Linked DNA regions of Zea mays: regions 2 and 3 are each linked to region 1. Evidence: chromatin contacts called from public Hi-C data. All regions are on one chromosome and are shown on one strand. Each heading gives the region's core, a stretch centred on a gene start, on an enhancer-like site or on the middle of the called end of the contact. The rest is flanking DNA. Distances are from core to core; before and after follow the strand shown.

The links. A called contact is a pair of places that touch in the nucleus more often than the background predicts.
Region 2: a contact with region 1 is called in a Hi-C map of ear, with 2.1 times the contacts expected there. The contact joins the promoter of LOC103629600 here to the promoter of LOC778432 in region 1. A contact is called at or near these places in 2 of 25 Hi-C or Micro-C datasets (ear and tassel).
Region 3: a Hi-C map of leaf shows a contact between it and region 1, with 5 times the contacts expected there. The contact joins the promoter of LOC103629597 here to the promoter of LOC778432 in region 1. A contact is called at or near these places in 9 of 25 Hi-C or Micro-C datasets (bundle sheath, ear, endosperm and 4 more) and 1 of 3 datasets of contacts at active chromatin or transcription factors (seedling).

The regions. Positions count from the first base shown.
Region 1 is chr6:97,126,151-97,129,176 of Zm-B73-REFERENCE-NAM-5.0, reverse strand. LOC778432 (CMO protein) reads left to right here and starts at 1,616. Exons shown (of 10, transcript NM_001112456.2): 1 at 1,616-1,967. The coding sequence starts at 1,703.
Region 2 is chr6:97,490,762-97,493,787 of Zm-B73-REFERENCE-NAM-5.0, reverse strand. It overlaps LOC103629600, which reads left to right and starts at 1,454. Exons shown (of 1, transcript XM_008650681.2): 1 at 1,454-2,510. The coding sequence starts at 1,738. The coding sequence ends at 2,175.
Region 3 is chr6:97,402,060-97,405,085 of Zm-B73-REFERENCE-NAM-5.0, reverse strand. It overlaps LOC103629597 (protein ENHANCED DISEASE RESISTANCE 2), which reads right to left and starts at 1,556. Exons shown (of 3, transcript XM_008650668.3): 1 at 1,072-1,556; 2 at 296-890. The coding sequence starts at 1,449.

The sequences.
Region 1 (3,026 bases), core at 367-2,866:
TATTCATGTAATCAAGCCATAAAATTGCATGAAGACTCCATCCGATGGGGTACAATATATTGCAAAAAAATTGCAAGAGTGTGGGGCTGCACCAACAAAATAACAACTGTGTGAAAGAGGAGCCACCTAAAGATAAATCTTGTACAAGAAATATGAGAATTCAATCATAGACCAACTAATAGAATAATCGTACAAAAATAAGTTTGGCCAGCAAGCAATGTTCTTAATTAAATATCCTGATGTTTGCAGTCATATCATTTAACACTATGACCAGATAAGAAGTGACTCAGTACCAACAGTGGTGAGGTCACACATTTCTCAATGGCGAGAACAACACCATCCTTTGTCTTCAACCCAATCGCAGTGGATCTCAACTGTATTAGCAAAAGAAATAACAACATAAGCATCACTTCATCACGAAACCCCACATGAATCCTGCAACTAAAAGGTCCTAGCATTTTAATACAAGTATTTGTCCTTGAGCTATTCTATACTTAATGCCAATGGCACACAACAACCTGACTGGCAAGGGATAAAAACTAAAAAAAGCTTGGCATTACATCTCAGATGACATAGTACCAAACTAACGAGACACACAACCACAAAACATTGCAAATCACAAACTTAAATTAGTAAGAACAAGTGAGACATCTCCAGAGTCTAGAGTTCATCATACAACACCATCCATTCATAAATCACAATAATTTGTTAATCATAAGAAACCCACCTACTCCCTTTCAGGTTTTGCACTCACACAACTGCCAAACCCCCAAAAATATGCCCCGTACAGCCACAAAAACACATAACTTCTGCTAACACACAACAAAACCACATACCGCAAGTCGACATCTTGGCATCCTCGTTGCTCAGATTCAATCGAGCGCCTCGCCCTCTAGCTACGACCAGTGTTCACCTAAACAGCAAACAACGGAAACCTATTCAGTTTAGGCCAATAGGCCATAAATGGCCCTGCAAACAGTCGATGCAGACCATGTGGACGACGCACTGGGCAGTGTAACCAGCGATCTAGAAACGAAGTGTTTCAGAGTCCTGGGAAAATTAATCACAAACAAAAGCAGCAAGCGAGGAGGCGAAAGGGCGCGTTAAAGGGATACCAGCTTGGCCGTCTCGGGTAGTAAAAGGAGACTTGGGAGAGAAACAATGTTTGTCTGTAGAAATAAATTGAACAACCACAACATAACACAAAACAACAGTAGTTGGCTTGGTTAAGCGTGGGCTCCCCTATAGAATCAGTCACAGTTCGAACCTTGTACACCACATTTTTTTGCCGCGCGGGAGGGAGGCGAGTGGCAGAACAGCCACCGCGCGGGAGGGAGGCGAGTGGCAGAACAGCCAGAGGCAGGCTACCCTTATAGCCTCAATAAGTAGTATATAGAATAAATATATGGGCTTATATTTGTGATTAGAAGTGAATACAAATCTTAGCAACTCGCAAATAAAATAAATTTCTAAAAAGAAGTTTTTTAGGAGACTGTGCAGCCACTGAAGTAATGGTACATTATTACTGGGCCCTTTCTGGGCCGGCCCAACCAGGGGAAGTGGAGGAACGGGTCTAATCGTTTTTTCCGCGAAACAAACGCCATCCGCCCGTTAACGACCTCCAGGAAGGACCGCACTCCTTAGTCCTTACACCCACCACCACCAGACCCCTGTCGCACTCGTGTGCCGGCCGGCGACGGCGATGATGGCGACTGGCCGATCGCTCGCCGGGGTATACTCCGCCAGAGCCACCCGCCCCATGCCTCTACGCGCCGGCGCACGGGCGCCCTGCGCCGGTGCCGCCGCGGCCGAGCCTGCGGCCGAGCACGTGCGGAGGCTCGTGGCGGAGTTCGACCCGGCGGTCCCGCTGGACTCCGCGGTCACGCCGCCGAGCGGGTGGTACACCGACCCGGATTTTCTCCAGCTCGAGATCGACAGCGTCTTCTTCCGCGGGTGGCAGGCTGTCGGTAGGCTCGATTCCCCCGTCTCGACTTGAGCTGCGAAAATCCATTTCCACCGAAGATTGTCCGTCTGCCAAGTGCCATGACTTAGGAGATGACCTGTTAGTGATTGTTGGAACCATAGGGTGTGTTTGGTTTGATGAATAAAGTGATCTATCTTCTTCTCACTCCTCACATAGAATGAGTCGATCCATCACCACCCTATTTCTCATAAGCTAATAATTAGTATATATGAGAAGTGGGTTGATTTCACCAAAATTGATGAAATTAACTTATGATGCATCACCTCATGAGGCATTGGATGACTTCACAAACCAAACACACCATTAGCCCACAAACCAAACACACCATTAGCAGGCGTGCTAGTGATCCATTCCCATCACTGGATGAGTGGATGGGACCGAGAGAGTGAGAGGGTCGGGTTTTTGCACTCGAGCCTTATGCTTCCATTGCTTTGTCTTTCGACTATTAAGACGTTATTAAGAGAATGGTAATAGGATCTCTTACCGGTGGTAATGGTAGTTATAATTGGATTGATAGTAGTATCTATTACTACCGGAAAGAGCTCAACTAAACAAAAGTATATCCATTACCCATGAATTCCAGGTTTAGTACTGCAATGTAACACTGGCTGGTTAGGATTTGTATTTTTAAGATCGACCCATAATTTATCATCGCATACTATTTCTTCAGTACATTGTTCACTAAATGTACTGATCTACATGTTCACATGTTTCAGCTTCTGCCAGCTATGTTACCCTGACACGGGGATACGGATATGTGATACGTCGATACCCCGATACACCATTTCTCAAAAAACACTGATACGACGATACGTAAATATATATTATAAATAAAAATAAATAGCAGGATTATTAGCGACGTACAAAACTACCTTCGCTGCCACTGGCCTCAGTAGATACAGAAACAGAAGCATTTGAACTCGCTGGTCGCTGCCATGGGATCTAACAAGACCGGAGTTGTACCGGTCAACAAATTGAGAAGCAAGGAGTTTGAGAAGCAAGAAGGGAAGATAAGAACACAGACCTACAGATTGATTTGTGG
Region 2 (3,026 bases), core at 205-2,704, 360 kb before region 1:
TCGCCCGGGCAGCAGGATACTGATCAGTTTCTGCACACCGTGACCGCCGTTATGTAAGATGCATTAGTATAGTTGTTCTCTTTGAAGTCTAGTATCTGTCTCGGACTCGGACCAGCCAGTGAGCCAGCAGAGAGGGTTGCATGCATGCCTGAAGAACTAGTGCATGCATGTATGAGAGTCGCCCATGCATGCTCTCGTCTCGTGTAGGATGGACTGAAGGACGTACCATGGCTAACCCTATATACCTATAGCGATAGAGATCGACTGATCGAGGACGACCCAGCAGAGCCACAGGAGGCTGCCGCCGCCGCCACCACCAGCCTGCCGTTGTGTGCGTAGCATATGAATGCATGGACTCGTAGAGCTGATCGATCCATCCATGGAGCTAGCTAGCTAGCCGCCCCAGCTGCATGCATGCCCGAGAAGAATGCATGTCTTGCCCGCACATATATCATCATTCGGCATGGGCACATCACATCCCCATGAATTGCGCGGAGGAGCTCTCGATTGCGCTGTATCTAGTGCTACTGCTAGATCGATGATGCCAAGGCAGGGAGGCGTCAGGCGTTCCCACGCGCCGGCCCGGCGGTGAGCGTGCAAACGGCAGCTACTAGCGGTCAAACGGGGCGGGCACGCAGCCTTCTGCCGTCTCGTCGAGGTCGACGATGGATCTGGATCCCGCTCGCTCCCACACCACGCCACGCCAGCCACATATATTGCATGCCAATGGCATGAGCCATGAAGGCTGCAGAGCGAGCGAGGCGCTCGATCGCATTGCCCGCCGCGTGCTGCAACTGGAACTCCAGCTCTGGAGCCAGCGCGCTCGCCACATTTAACACACGCCAACGCACACACCTCCCGTCCTCCGTCGTCCTCTCCGGGTGCGCCGGCCGGGCCGGGTCTTGGTTCCTTTCTCTCGGAGTGAGGGCGACTGGGGGGTTAAGGCTCATCAATAGGGGCCGGCCGGGGTTGGGTGGGTGCGGCATGCATGGACACGAGGGATGGGATAGGGGGATTCAAGGCTCTTGTGCCCTGCGCCCTTTGGGTTCCAGAGTTCTACTACTTACGTACTGTTGCTTAGGGGCTTAGGGCCTGTTTGTTTGGATTATATAATCTCACTTATTTTGAACTAAAATTGATATTATGTAATCTAGTAGATTATAATCTCAAACAAACGGGCCCTTAGTTAGTTAGTAGAATATAATCTCAAACAACAGGTCCTTAGTTAGTTTCCATAAAATCTTGTAATATCTATGGTCAAAGTGAAAGTATAGTCAGTATGTAGCTAGAGGCTGCAAGTTCTGTTACGTTGATGCCAGTTCTCTCGTGCGCCCATCAGTGTGAGGACTGAGGAGTGTTTACGACGTGCGTACACTAGAAGCGCGCGATTGGCCGGGCTCGCTGCAATTACTAGCTAGTTGGCTAGCTGCCTAGTGGTCAGTGGTCACCACTCACTGGGGAGACTGAAGCGAACCACGCGCAGCGCTGTTAAAAACCCAGAGCAGACTGCCAGGCTCGGCGTCGGCGGCTACTCCCATTTGTTTCACCACCTCACCTGAACGGGCAGTGCCCTGCGCGGCTGCGCCCAGTGCCGGGGCACTGTAGTGCCTCCCTCCGTCCCTCGTTCCCGTCTCCTCGCGCACCGAACCAACCCCGTGCGAGGCCGAGGCCGTGACGCGGCGAGATCGAGCCAGCTAGCTAGCTCCACGTATCACGCGGCGGGCGGGCGAGAGCCCCATGAGGCGGTGGCGGCGGGCACGCGCCGCCGCCGCGCTGTCGTGCCTCGCCATCGCCATCGCGCTGCTGCTGCTGCTACTGCAGCTCGCCGTCGTTACCGAGGGGAGGGCGCCGTCGTTGCCGCAGCCGCAGGAGCGCGCGCACGGTGACGGTGAGGGCCACGCCCACGTCCACGCGCGCCCTCGCAGTCACAGCGGGAGCGGGCTGCCGCCGTCGACGGGTGCAAGGGCAACGACGACGACCGTGCACCACGCTGTGGGCGTCGTCGGCGCGTCAGTCCGCTTCGACGCCTCCGCCGCAGGTGGTGCCGCTCGTTGGTGTAGTAAGAGCGGCGGGCGGAAAGCAGCGGGCGGCGCCGGCGCTGCTGCTGGCGCATGCGCCGCCGACGACGACAAGCGGCGGATACCGACGGGTGCTAACCCTCTGCACAACAGATAGATGATCGCGCGCAAGTGCAACCCGACGAGCTTGCTAGCCTAAGATCCATGTTATCTTTTTTTTTGAGCTTCTTCTGTAGTAGTGAAAATTGTTTTCCTCTTCCTTTTTCGAGCTTTTTATCTGCCAGCACCCCGGCCCCAGTGTATATTCTGCCTCTCCTTGCTGAGAAACGTACTGTATTGTACATATAGTATGCTGCAGCAGCCCATCACCTGAAACTGCTCACTTGGAATGTGGGCATGTGTTAATGCTCTTGTACCCTTTTTATTTGCCAGCTGCTGCCTGGCCTTGGTCCTGAACAGTATAGCATGCGTCCTACTGATGCTTGAATTGAATTGAAGGCCACTCTGCAGTCTGCACACACACATCCCTCTCGGTCTCGGGTTGCTGGGCAAGGCAAGGCATGGTAGCCCCAATGTGAAGCGGCAGCAGGAGACACGATCCACGGGAGAGAAAGTTGAGCTAGCCACTGCTCCGATCCTAGGTGCAAATGCAAATGAGCAGGACCCAGGAGCCGTTCTCCATGGACTTGTTCTTGGACCAGAGCCTCCTTGCCAACTCTAGGCAGTGGTCCTGGCCAACCCAACCTTCAGTCCGTTTTGGTTAATGGCAAACGGTTCTTGGAGCCCTTCTGTGGCTCTGGCTGGCAGGCTAGGGCCTCGGCTGGTTCTTGTCCTCACGGAGGCCGGGAGGGAAATGGCATGTGAAATCTGTAACCATCCAAAAGCGCAACAGCTGCCTGATATTATATTATACACAGCAAAGGCGGCGGATAACTGGTGTATAGTTATCACGCAAACAACAAAGATAATTCCTTGCAAATCACCATCCATGGAGAGAGTTGTATGAGT
Region 3 (3,026 bases), core at 307-2,806, 280 kb before region 1:
TATATAATCTGAACTCATAATCTATTTATTTGTTTACTTGCTGGATTATTTGCGCTGACAAACAGGGCCTTAGTGACATGCCTGACTAAAAGATGAGCATATATGTGACCATGTGCTACATAAACCAGAGCTTGTCATCACGAGCTAGCATATGCTAGAAACATGATTATTGCGTGTTTTATATTGTAGTTCAACACCGCAACCGTGGACCGTGGTCACCGGATTAATAACTGCATTACTGCGTTTAATAACAACAATAATCCGGAGATGATGTCATGGAGAATTCAGCGCTCACCTCCGCGCTCTCGCTCCGGGCAACTCATCGACCTGCCCACCTTACCGCCGGCACGGTCTTGTTGGCGGCTATGGTTGACCACCTTCCCGGAGCTTACCCTGAAACCGGCCCCGGCCCTGCCGCTGCAGACCGTCTCAGGCATGGCCTCATTAGGAGGCAGCTCCACGTACCTGGCCGCGCCCATCTCCATCCGCGCGATGCGCACGGCGCCGAACAGCCTCTCGGGCAGCTCCTCCTCGGACTGGGACTCGACGAGGAACCCCATGTCGATGGTGACCGACGTGACGGCGCCGAGCGCGAGGTGCAGGATGGCGCTGGCGATCGCCGAGCTGCCGATGTCCACGTCGATCTCCAGGTAGTCGACGCCCCTGTGGTAGCGGCACGTGAGCGCGCGCCCGAGCAGGCAGGCCGCGTAGTTGCCGACGGTGGCGCGCAAGAGCCAGGGGCCGTTGACGATGCGGTTGGCGATCTTGAAGCGCGCGTTGCGGTACGCGTCGTCGCCCTGGACGAAGCGCCCGAGCAGCGAGTCCGGCGCGATGGGTGCCTCCGCCGCGAAGTAGAACACCGCGCTGTACGCGTCCGGCCGGCCCGGCACCTGCGGAATCAGAAGCACGGGACGCATCACTCGTCACACACGAAAGGGAAAAAAAAAACGAATCCTGTTTTTTTCCCTCTCTCTCGCTGCTCACAGGCATCACGCGCCAGCGGCGCCACCCTGTCCCTGGTGGAATCTAGATGCGACGCGACGCGATCGGGGCCGGGCGGTGGCGGTGCACCTGGAGATTGACGGCGAGGAGGAAGTGCGCGGTGGGGTCGTTCCTGAGGCGCGCGCGGCGGAATGCGGCGGCGACGCGGTTGTCATGGCGGGCGAGCACGTGGTCGAGGCGCGCGTGAGAGCGGAGCCAGTCGACGCCGGCGGGGCGGAGCAGCCACTCCGCGGCGGACGGCGCCTTGCCGCGCTTCCCGCCGCCGCAGGAGAAGTAGCCGCGCGCGCGCAGGTGGAAGAGGTCCCCCGGCGGCGAGGCCCAGCCGTTGGTGCCCCGGTCCAGGTCGACCGGCCGCAGCGAGCTGGCGGCCACGGCCTGCTCCCGCCAGCTCTTCTCGCCGGAGCCGGCGGCCGCCTGGGCAGGGCGACCGGGCTTCGTCGGGCACATCGCCGGCGCCGGCGAGGGGTAAGTTCGGGGAGAGATTTCGGTGGGTGGGTTTGGCGTCTTTGCGCGAACGGGGGAGCGGGGGGCGCTGGACTTCGCTTTCGGAGGAGCACCAGCTGCCTATAAAACAGTGGGGAACTGGGGATGGGTGGGATGGTAAAAAAAAAGTTAATTGGATATAATATGGTACAAATAATACTGTTACGCGGTGCCTTTGCTTTTAATCACATTGATTCTCCTCTAATTTGTTGCCAAGCTCATACGGCTGAGCAATGTGACAATCAATCAACACTGACGGCCTGTTACATAGACATGTCTAGTTATCAATCGCAGATAAAAAAAGTTAATCTTAATTAGCTATAGTTAGCTAGATACTGTAGTTGGCTAACAATTGATTAAAAATTTGTCAAAAAATCAGTCTGCCCATTAGTCTCCTTATCTCTCTCGGATATATCAGAGCTGATTTGAACTAATTTTTGGCTAGGTGATAATTAGCCCTTCTATTTAAATATGCCATGAAGCAAAAGGTTTAAAAAAAACAAAGCACCTCGAAGCATCTGCACCAAATATCATATATAGCCTTTTAATGCTTTAAAACTAGTATCTTAAAAGACGGATTTGACACAACCGTCATGTAGCATCTAATCCATCCCCTTGTCCGTTACCCCCTCGTTTGTGACCGCGTCTATTTTTTTTCTTGTTTCCTTCCGCACTCTCTTTCCGTTGCACCTGATATATATTTTTCTGTTTCCCTCCGCCGTTTTGCGACTTTTTTTTTGTTTTATCCTAGACTAGAGTATCTCCTGAAAAAGTTTTAATCACTAAATTGTTGATAAGATTGTGATTAAAATTAAACCTATTATTTTTAGAACTTAGACTAGTCAATGGTCCAACTAATCAAAAACTGAACTAAATCTTGAGCAATTTGTCATCCAGCTTAATTCAAACAAATGCCACGATATGGTTAGAGGTGGTAATAGGGTCTAAATTTTGCATTATAGAATTTAAGGATCAGATCATATTTGGATTAGGCCCTATATATCATTTTTTAACTAAAATTAATTATGAGATCAAACCAATCGTGAAGAAATATTTGGATCATGATATATTATCACCCTTAGAACTTTGAGCTTTGGCACCATGTGGGATCTACCTTTAATCTTGTTGGGTATTTTGATGCTTATTATGCTAGATGTAAGATTGATAGGAAGAACACATCAGTGACTTGTCAGTTTCAGGTAGGGATGGCAATCGGACGGGTAGTACACGAATATATAGTTTACAAATCCATACCCACGAGATAAAACTTAACCCATACCCGTACCCATAAACGTTCGTGGGTACGGATATGTATCCATACCCGTACCCGCTGGGTATCCGCTATCCAGTGGATACCCGTTACCCGCCCGCCCACTACAATTTTAGCATTAAACACCAAACAACAAATTTATTACATTTAAAAATAATTATCATTCCAATAGCATTAAATGATAATTTCAGCACCAAACAACATGTTATGGATAAAAATTTAAAAATAAGAATTTATGATAATATATAAATCCGAATGGCCCACATGTTAG